Linked DNA regions of Arachis hypogaea: region 1 is linked to region 2. The links are chromatin contacts, called in public Hi-C maps. All regions are on one chromosome and are shown on one strand. The core of a region is the stretch at or near the end of the contact, and the rest is flanking DNA. Distances in the headings are between cores, read along the strand shown.

Region 1 (4,297 bases), core at 327-2,826, 100 kb before region 2:
CCAACTGTCAATGAACAGTTCTAAGTATTGCTCTAGACAAAAATAAAAAGTAATATTTGGAAGAAAAAAAAAACACTTTTATATTAAGGTTCCATCAGTCAAATTATTTTTCTTATTAATTATCTTATTTTTTAGTTATCCAGAAAGGAAAAGAAAAAAATACATTTAATTTAACTTTTTCTTCCCAAGTCAAAACCTATGTAGAAACAATAGAGCTGGGCAAGGTCATCAGCTAAATTGCTCATCATCATTTCATTTAAAAATGTTAACAAGTAGAAGAAGAAGAAGAGTAGCACATGAAATAGAGAGAAAAAGAGAAAGGTGATGAAACTCAAATTCTGAAATCATATAATAGATCTATCCAGTTTTATAAAGATACTGTTTTTGGTAAATGAAAAGAATAATTGAAATTATTATAAGAGGAGTGCTAGAGTGACAACAGGTTTTACGAGATTATGAATACCTGGAGAAGACGCGGCCGCAGTCACAAGAGTGGCCGCGAGTGCCGCAGGTCTTGAGGTGAGCCTTGTAATCGGACTGCACCGCGTAGCCCTTGGAGCAGCGCTCGCAGACCCACTGTTTGTGGTTGCTGTGCTTGCGGCGGAAGTGCTTCTTGATCCCAACAAGGTCTCCGAGCGCGTGACAAGGGTCGTGGTGCAGGCAAGTAGGCTCCGGACACACGAAGACCCTCTTCCTGACCACCGGCGTCTCCCTCTTTAGAAGCTTCCACGGCACCTTGTGCCTCCTCCGATGCATCTGCAGGTTCTGGTCCCTTTGGAAGCCCTGGTTGCAGATCTCACACACATATCGATCCGATTCCAATAACGTCTTTGGCGACAGCGACACCACCTCTGCATCTGGATCTACATATTTCAATTCCAATCACTTATTAATTATTATTAATTAACCATCAAATCAATAACTTGCTGGAATATTTTCTTGACCTACCTGGTGTTCCTGCGGGTCTTCTCTTCCTTTTATTGCTCGGAGTGCCATTATTATTATCAGCACAAGAAAATGGTTCTGAACTTGGAGCTACTGAAGAGTTATTCGCTAACATGGTGACTCTACTTGTTCTTGTTCTTCACTGTATGGCAATTGATGATGACGATGATGATGATAGAGAGAAGAAGAAGAAGAAAAAGAAGAGAAGAAGAGGGAGAAAGAAAGAAAATAATGAAAAAACAAAAGCTAATTCTCCTTTTCTTTCTACCCTTTCGGTTTCCTCAGCTTTCTTTCTTTTTAGCTTGCTTTTGAGCTTTCAGCTTTATTTATTTCCTTTTTTTTTTTACTTCCTCTCTCTCTCTCTATCACACACACACACACATAAGCAATAGCAGCTTTGTTTTTCTTTGGTTCTCTCTCTCTCTCTCTCTCTAATTCTCTATCTATCAAAGTCTCTCTCTCTTGTTGTTGCTTCCAACCCTCATCTTCAGCAGGGATTGTCTGTAATAGCCCCCCTTCACTTCTCTCCTCTCTCTCTCCCTTAATAAGCACTTTCAAAAAGAGGGACAGAGAGAGTGAGACCCAATCACAATGCTCGAAACTTGATCCCACAAGCACCTCTATGGGCTCCATTCATTCACATATATAAATAATTTTCCATTTAATTAGAGAAAAAATCCCCTCACAAAGAAACAAAACCCTTTCATTATTTCGTTACACTGTAATTTCCTTTTTCTTTTTTTTTTTCTTTTTTGCTTTGCATGCATAAATACAACCCCAATTTCCCCTACAATACACACGTAAGTTAACTATTTTTGTCACATTCTATATATCTCTGTATGTATGTATATATACACGCAACCGTTATTTATACTCTGTTTTATTTTATATAATAAGCCGATCATATTTGTTTCTCTATAAAAGATATACAAGATATTTTATATAAAATGAATAATTTTAGAGATTTTTATGGTATTTTTTTTTATATATAAAGATACCCGTACTTTCAATCTAATCAATGATTTAACATTTATTTCTTAAAAAATTTAAAATTTATTTTTAAATTAATAAAATATATGACAGTTTCTCAACTCTATAAAAATTAAATACCGATGATGTGTGATATTCCATATAATAATAATAATAATAATAATAATAATAATAATTTTCATCTATTTAATTTATGTATGCCATTATTTTTATTTCTCTCTCCAACATCACACGCTACATACGATCAAATACCATCCCTCCTATGTGACATGTTGGTAAGAAAATTAGGCTAAATTATTTCATTTTTGGGGGTTTGTTTAGATTAAATGGTGGTTGTGGATTTATCCATTCAAACAATAAGGAAATGTGCTTTTTACTTGATATGTGCATAGGTATTATCCCATGTAAGGAATTGAGTATTAATACCAGTATAGGTAAAAATTGAAATACATGTTCACCTACGTATATTGATCACATAAGATACATTATTATATACTAATTAATTATATATTTAGTCTGAAATTTTGACATGCAAAAAAGAAAAGAAATTTTATAATCTTTAAGATTACTAATTCATACAATAGTGCCAACTCATTGTTGTGAAAAACTAAAAATTTAGACTGCTTCATATTTTTCATCATTAATTCCAATTTATATTTCTCTCTCTTGTGCAAGTTATAATTAAGTTGGGGGCAGATGTATCTTTATTGACCATAGTACCCATACTTGTGACTCTGCAGGAAGTCTTATTAATTTCACTTGAAGCAGCTTTTTGTAAAGGTGATTATGAGGATGTGAAGTCACCTTCAAGGGCAATGTTGTAATTTAAGTTCACAATTTTTCTCTCCCGGAGTTGCTTTGCTTTATGGTAAAATGAGGGCATCAACTTAACAGTTGTGGGTTAAAATTGGAAATACAATTCCTTTATAGGTGAGGTTCTTAATTAAGATTGGCAAATATAAATGCCATATGTACTGGTACGGCAATTAAATTAATTTTTTAATTCCTTTTGAATATTATAATTTTCTTTTAAAAAAAATTGATTTCTAATAATTGATTTTTGTCTCTGATAGTATTTTGTTTTATTTTTTGTTCTTATACAAAAATAATGGGTGCCTTAAATCTAAATAGTTATGATAAAATTCTAAGTATGTAGTTTGAAGAGTGCTTGTAACTTTTTCTATTTTCTAAAATTCAAGCATTGATCAGTTATAAAAAATTGAAGTTTCCTAAATAATAATCTAAGCTTCTAAAAATTAAAAGTATCATAAATTTTAAGGACTAAAATAAAATACTTTTAAAAATATTTGGATTTATATATATAAAAATATATAGCGTTATTATATAAGAACGAAAATCAATTATGCTTAAAAGATTTGGATTTAAAAAAAAAAAAGGAGTCACAAAAAAAAAAAAGTAAAGAAAGCAAAACAATGTCCAAAGCATTCACAAATTAAAGATTAGAGATATATTTAAGCCAAAATATAAAAAGGGCTCAAATGTAACTAACTTCGTGTGATCGAAAATTAATTTTTAAATAACCAAGTGTACAAATTAGCATAATTCGATCAGTTAAGAGTACGTTTCAGTTTTAAAGAATGAGGAAATATTTTTTTTTTCTAAATTTACTAACTGAAATAAATACATATAGTATCATCATGTACTTAGTGCATGTTTGGACGCCATTATTTTGTTAAAAAAAGATTTTTTTTTAATGAAAAAATATCTTTTTTTATTTTTTAACGTGTTTGACAAATTTCTAGTAGTAAAAGTAAAAGCACTAGTAAAATAAAAAAAAAAAGATCTTTTTTAAGAAGCTGTAATTTACATCTTTTTTTAAAAGATCTTTTTTTTTTTAAAAAAAGATATTTTTTATGTAATAGATAAACAAAAAAGTACTTTTATATTGTTATACCCAAACATAATTGATTGATAAAAAGACCTTTTTACATGAGATATCCAAACATAAAATTATTTTTACTTCTATAAGATCTTTTAAAAAAATATAACTCAAAAAAAGATCTTTTCTTAAAAGCTCACCCAAACAAACCCTTAATTTTCGATGGGTAAGAATGTTAAACAACTTTCTTTAACAACCTCTTTAATTCAACATATTATGGCATTCTTTTAGCTGCAAATAGTTTCGCTCTTTAGTCATAATTATTATTTTATTTTCTTAATAGAAGAATGTTAGAAGGTCATAAAAATTTATAGACAAAAATATGTCGTTGAATTATTAGACTAAATGAATTGGAGTGATAACTAAAAATGAAGACCAAAAATAATAAATTTTGATTATTTTTTTTCATATGACCTTTTTACTCGTGTTACTTTCATATTGACGTTAGTTTGATCCCCAAAA
Region 2 (4,643 bases), core at 320-2,819:
TTTATTTTATATTTTATTAATATGTTTATAAAATATACAATGATTAAAATTGTGTTTGATCGAAAAAAAAATTGGTTTAGTTGCGGACAAAGTTGAATAGAGTTTGGTAAAAAATTTTAGGATATGAGTAGGTTGAGTTAGGGTTAAGAAATTTTCAACCAGTGAGTAATGTATAATTAAATTTTAAAAAAAAAATTTACAAATAGAATTAACTAGAATAACATCTAAATTTTATCCTATTTTACTAATTTTCAGTCTTAACTTTATCTTTTATTCTGTTATTTTAACATATCTAAGTCTGAAAAAGACAAATATACCCATAAATTTGTCTAATAATTTCATGTTTGGTTGAAGAGTAAAAATAAGCTAAAATTTATTATGGATAAGATGATATATTTAATGTGTAATAAATTTACACATAAAGCTCATTCATAAAAATTTTTACTCTACTTTTACCCTCCAAACAAACTTACCTAAAAAGACAAATAAAATGGCTATAAAAATTGGATTGAATTGGATGATTTGATTGAATTAACCAAAAATTAGTTATTAAATTGATCCGATTTAAAAATAAAAATTGGTTGTTAGTAAAGTAGTCAAATAAAAAAATAATAAAAAAATATTAGTAAATTGATCGAATTAGTTTTATTTTTAAGTGATTAATCAGTTTAAAATAGTATTATATATATATATATATATATATATATATATATATATATATTATTTTATCCAGTTTAATTCTAATTAAAATTTAATTAAACTTTTAAATTGTTGAGCCTCCATCTCTATTGATTTGATGACGGGTCGGTTCGCAACTTTGATAAAAATTGAAGCCTTTGATTATGTCTCACTATTATTCCTATTCTAATATTATATAACATTTCTTTATTTGCATTAAGGGCAATATTAGGTAGGATATATATTGGTAAATAATAATGCATTTGTTTTATTTGAGTTCTGCAAAAAATATATATAAATATGGAATCTCTTTAATTATATTCTTATGGATTTAGCTAATCACAATTAATCAGGATCGATAATTATTATTACCACGTTTTTTAATTAATTTTGACAATGAATATGCTTTATTTGGATGGAATATACACACATATATATGACTTGATGGTTGACTTAGTGGTATCAAACTGAATGTCATCAGCATAAAACAAATAAATAAAATAATTTGATCAAATAGTGTAGACAATACATGATTATTTGTCCACAACACCATTAGTGGGAGGTGTATGGTCACTGAAATAATTGGGAAAAGACACATTGAATATTCAATAATTAAGAATTTGTTTTGAAGTAATTAGCAGCAAACTAGGCCATTAGGTATCTAGCTAGACTACTACTTTTGTATGAGAAAGACAATTTGGTCTAATCATATATAGAATAATATCTCAGAGAATGAATCACATTATATATAAATATATAATCTATGTATATGCTTTAATAAATTATGATTATTATTATTATATTTAGCTTCCAATGCATAACTGCGCACTAAATACTCAAGTAGTGGATAATAATACTATTATGAAAATTGACACGAGATTATAAAGAATTAAAGCACATTCCATTATAAATTAAATAATTAAGTTCCCTTAAATAACCAAGATCACTACTGGGCCCAAAAAAATATTTAAATTTCCGAACCAAGACAAATTCAAATTCTCACTGCCACATTGTGCACATTCATCTATAGGAAACATATATAGGAACATAGGATAAGCAATATCAACATTTAAAAGATTCGGTTTTCTTGCTTACCCTTAATATATGTCAATTTTTATATTTTTAGTAAAGCATATAAGTGCATAACTACAAGGGCATAAAAAGTTTTCATAGAAATTCTGTGACATATTGGCATGTTAAATAATTTTCACGTGTGGGTAAAAGTTATAATTGAGACAAATTTATTCCATGGTTAAAAACCGAAAGTAGGAAACAGAAAAGTTGAAGAAAGTGGGCCTAATTTATATACTGCATGTAGGGTAAAGCACTTTGACTACTCACAAATTACGAGGCAATTCACAAATCTAGGTAATCATATAATTATTGTAAATTATTTCAATCAAAACTAATTTCAATTTAGATAAATTAGAAGGCAGAGACATATGCATGAACATAATTGTTTAGATTTTACCTTTTGATTATATGTATATGTTTTTATTTCTTTAGGTGATCTATCAAGTTTTGACTTGTCAATATCATTAGCTATAATAAGGTGAAAGATGTGTAGTAATAGCCACAAAATGAATAATAGAGTGTTAGAAATATTGGTGTGGTGTGGGGTTCACAATCAATTAGAGTGAGGGTGGGATCTTTTCAATTTTAATGTAGAAATATAAATATAATATTCTTAAGTTGTCTTTGTCTCAATGAGGGGGTAGGGTGAGGGGCCTATAATAGTGTTTTCTTTCATTAATTATTATAACTATGTTGTGTGTATTATATCATTGTTTCTTCCTGGAATGATGTCTTGATTTGAATCCACTTGTCTTCTCATGTTGCCAGGTTGATGACAATAATATTAGCAAAAAATAAAATAAAATAATATTAATAGTCACCAGCTAGCTAGAAACTTATATGTAGTAGTATTTTGTTTCATTTTCTTTGTTTTAAATGCATGGACAAATATGAGAGACTTAAATTTCTCTGAATTCCATACAATGATCTTGGGATGTTGCAATCAATAATCTTGCACAAGACAAACAGATCCTTGTTCATCATCGTATCTCAAATCTCAAACCCCATATGACAAGGTTGTGAAGATAGGTGTGAGATGTTGGTTACATATGGCCATGTAGTTGTTGTCTATGTCCTAATGATCAAAATTCTTGCTTCTGATTAATTATGCCTCTTTTTTAATCATTTATTACTATTATTATTATAGATGTTATTATGAACACAAGTTTTGATTGAAGCTATAGTAGTTGCTTTAATCAATCAATTCCGCACTCTCATGCTACTAACTACTAATTCGTGCACAGTAGCTAAAGGGGTTGAAATTGAACAAGAGATTCCAAGTAGGAATTGAATAAGATAATGATAATTCTCTTTTTAGGAAACGTCTCCATGACTATTGTTTCTTAAATAAATCAATTAAGTTTTTGAAAATGCTTGATAATAAAAAAATTAGTAAAAATAATTAAAATTTGTCTTATTTAAATATTTATTAATTATTATAATAATTAAAAAATATTAAATAAAATAAATTTTAATTATTTTTTTTGTCTCATTAATATTACCGTTAAGTTTTTAAAAAAGTCATAAAAAATAAAGAAATCGATTAGTCATATAAAAATTATTAGAAGAGATATAATTTACTAAAAATATATAATGATTTATGTGTCTATTTTTATTAATTTAAATTTTTTTTAAAAAATACTTTTATGATATAATATTAGAATTTTTATATTCTAAAGATCTAGAATTCGATCTTTATTAAATACAAAAATAAAGAATTTACTAATTGGCCAATAAATGAAAAAAAAATTATGTAAAAATTCACACAAATTCAAAAAAAAAATTATATGAGAAATATATTAAAGATATAATCAATAATCATATATCTTTTCTACTTTTAGAAAAAATAGCTTCATAAACAATTAAACAAAAATAAATTACATTTCAATAATATTTTGTTATGCCCATTATCTGATTTAATCATGAAAATGAAAAAAAGGTTATCAATATTATATTTAATAATACCTTTAATTTGAGTGCAATTAATGAAGTGGATTTTTGTTTTTTGCATCTATCCGATCTCAAACTCCATCAATTACACAGAGAAAATATATTAATAAATTATTTTACATATACTAACAGTTCTTGCAAATAATGTTGAATAATTTGTAGCATATGTCACTGTAACCAAAATTAGGATTGTTGATCGTAAAAAATATTGTAAATAAATAAAGGATTTTTAAACACTTAAATAATTGTAAAAAAGTTTTTAATTTTTTATAATCATTGACCATAAAAAGTATTAAATTATTTTTTTATGAAAATTGATTGATTATAAATATTGATGGTTAAAACACTAAATGAGTTTTTAAATAGTAAACAACCTTCAAAGGGAGTTTATCTATCAAAATAATTAATTTTAATGGTCATCAAATGATCAAAATGGGCTTCTTTTTTTTTTTTTTTTTTCTGAAAAACTTATACCTCCTTAGCTAAAAGGTGTTGGTCAAGTGGAGTAATATAGTATCTCGCAAACCAAGTTGGGTTGGTCTAGTGGTTAGCTCACTAGTCCGCTTAAGCAAGTGTCGGGGGTTCGAATCCCGCCTTGTGCATGCAGCAACCCATTGGCCAGCGGCAAACCCTTAAATGGAGCTCAGTACCGCGACGGATTAGTCCTTGACCTGCCGGGTTGGGGGATACCGTGGGAAACCAAAAAAAAAAAAAAAAAAAAAATATAGTATCTCGCATTTGACATGTCTTATAATTATAAATGTAAGAAGTTCTATGAATGATATAAATGATAAAATAATGTTACACGTTTAAACTTTTTTATTAATCAAGCCTAATTAAGTTGGTCTAATATCAACAAAAATTAAATATAAATAATATTATTTTAAGTCTTTTTATATAATTTGATTGGATTTGATTTATAAAAAAATTTAAATTGGTCT

What was found. Hi-C and Micro-C count contacts between places; a contact is called where the count stands out from the background.
Region 1: a contact with region 2 is called in a Hi-C map of an unstated tissue, with 4 times the contacts expected there. The contact joins the promoter of LOC112750862 here to the enhancer-like site in region 2. A contact is called at or near these places in 3 of 8 Hi-C or Micro-C datasets (leaf and an unstated tissue).

Annotation. Positions count from the first base shown.
Region 1 is chr15:137,925,292-137,929,588 of arahy.Tifrunner.gnm2.J5K5, reverse strand. It overlaps LOC112750862 (protein indeterminate-domain 14), which reads right to left and starts at 1,576. Exons shown (of 3, transcript XM_025799758.3): 1 at 949-1,576; 2 at 464-863. The coding sequence starts at 1,060.
Region 2 is chr15:137,824,242-137,828,884 of arahy.Tifrunner.gnm2.J5K5, reverse strand. No RefSeq gene overlaps it. Among protein-coding and RNA genes, the nearest start is that of LOC140179359, 12 kb to the right of the region's middle. Within about 2 kb of position 1,569, at least 2 of the 3 cell types and tissues checked have open chromatin away from gene starts, as enhancers often do.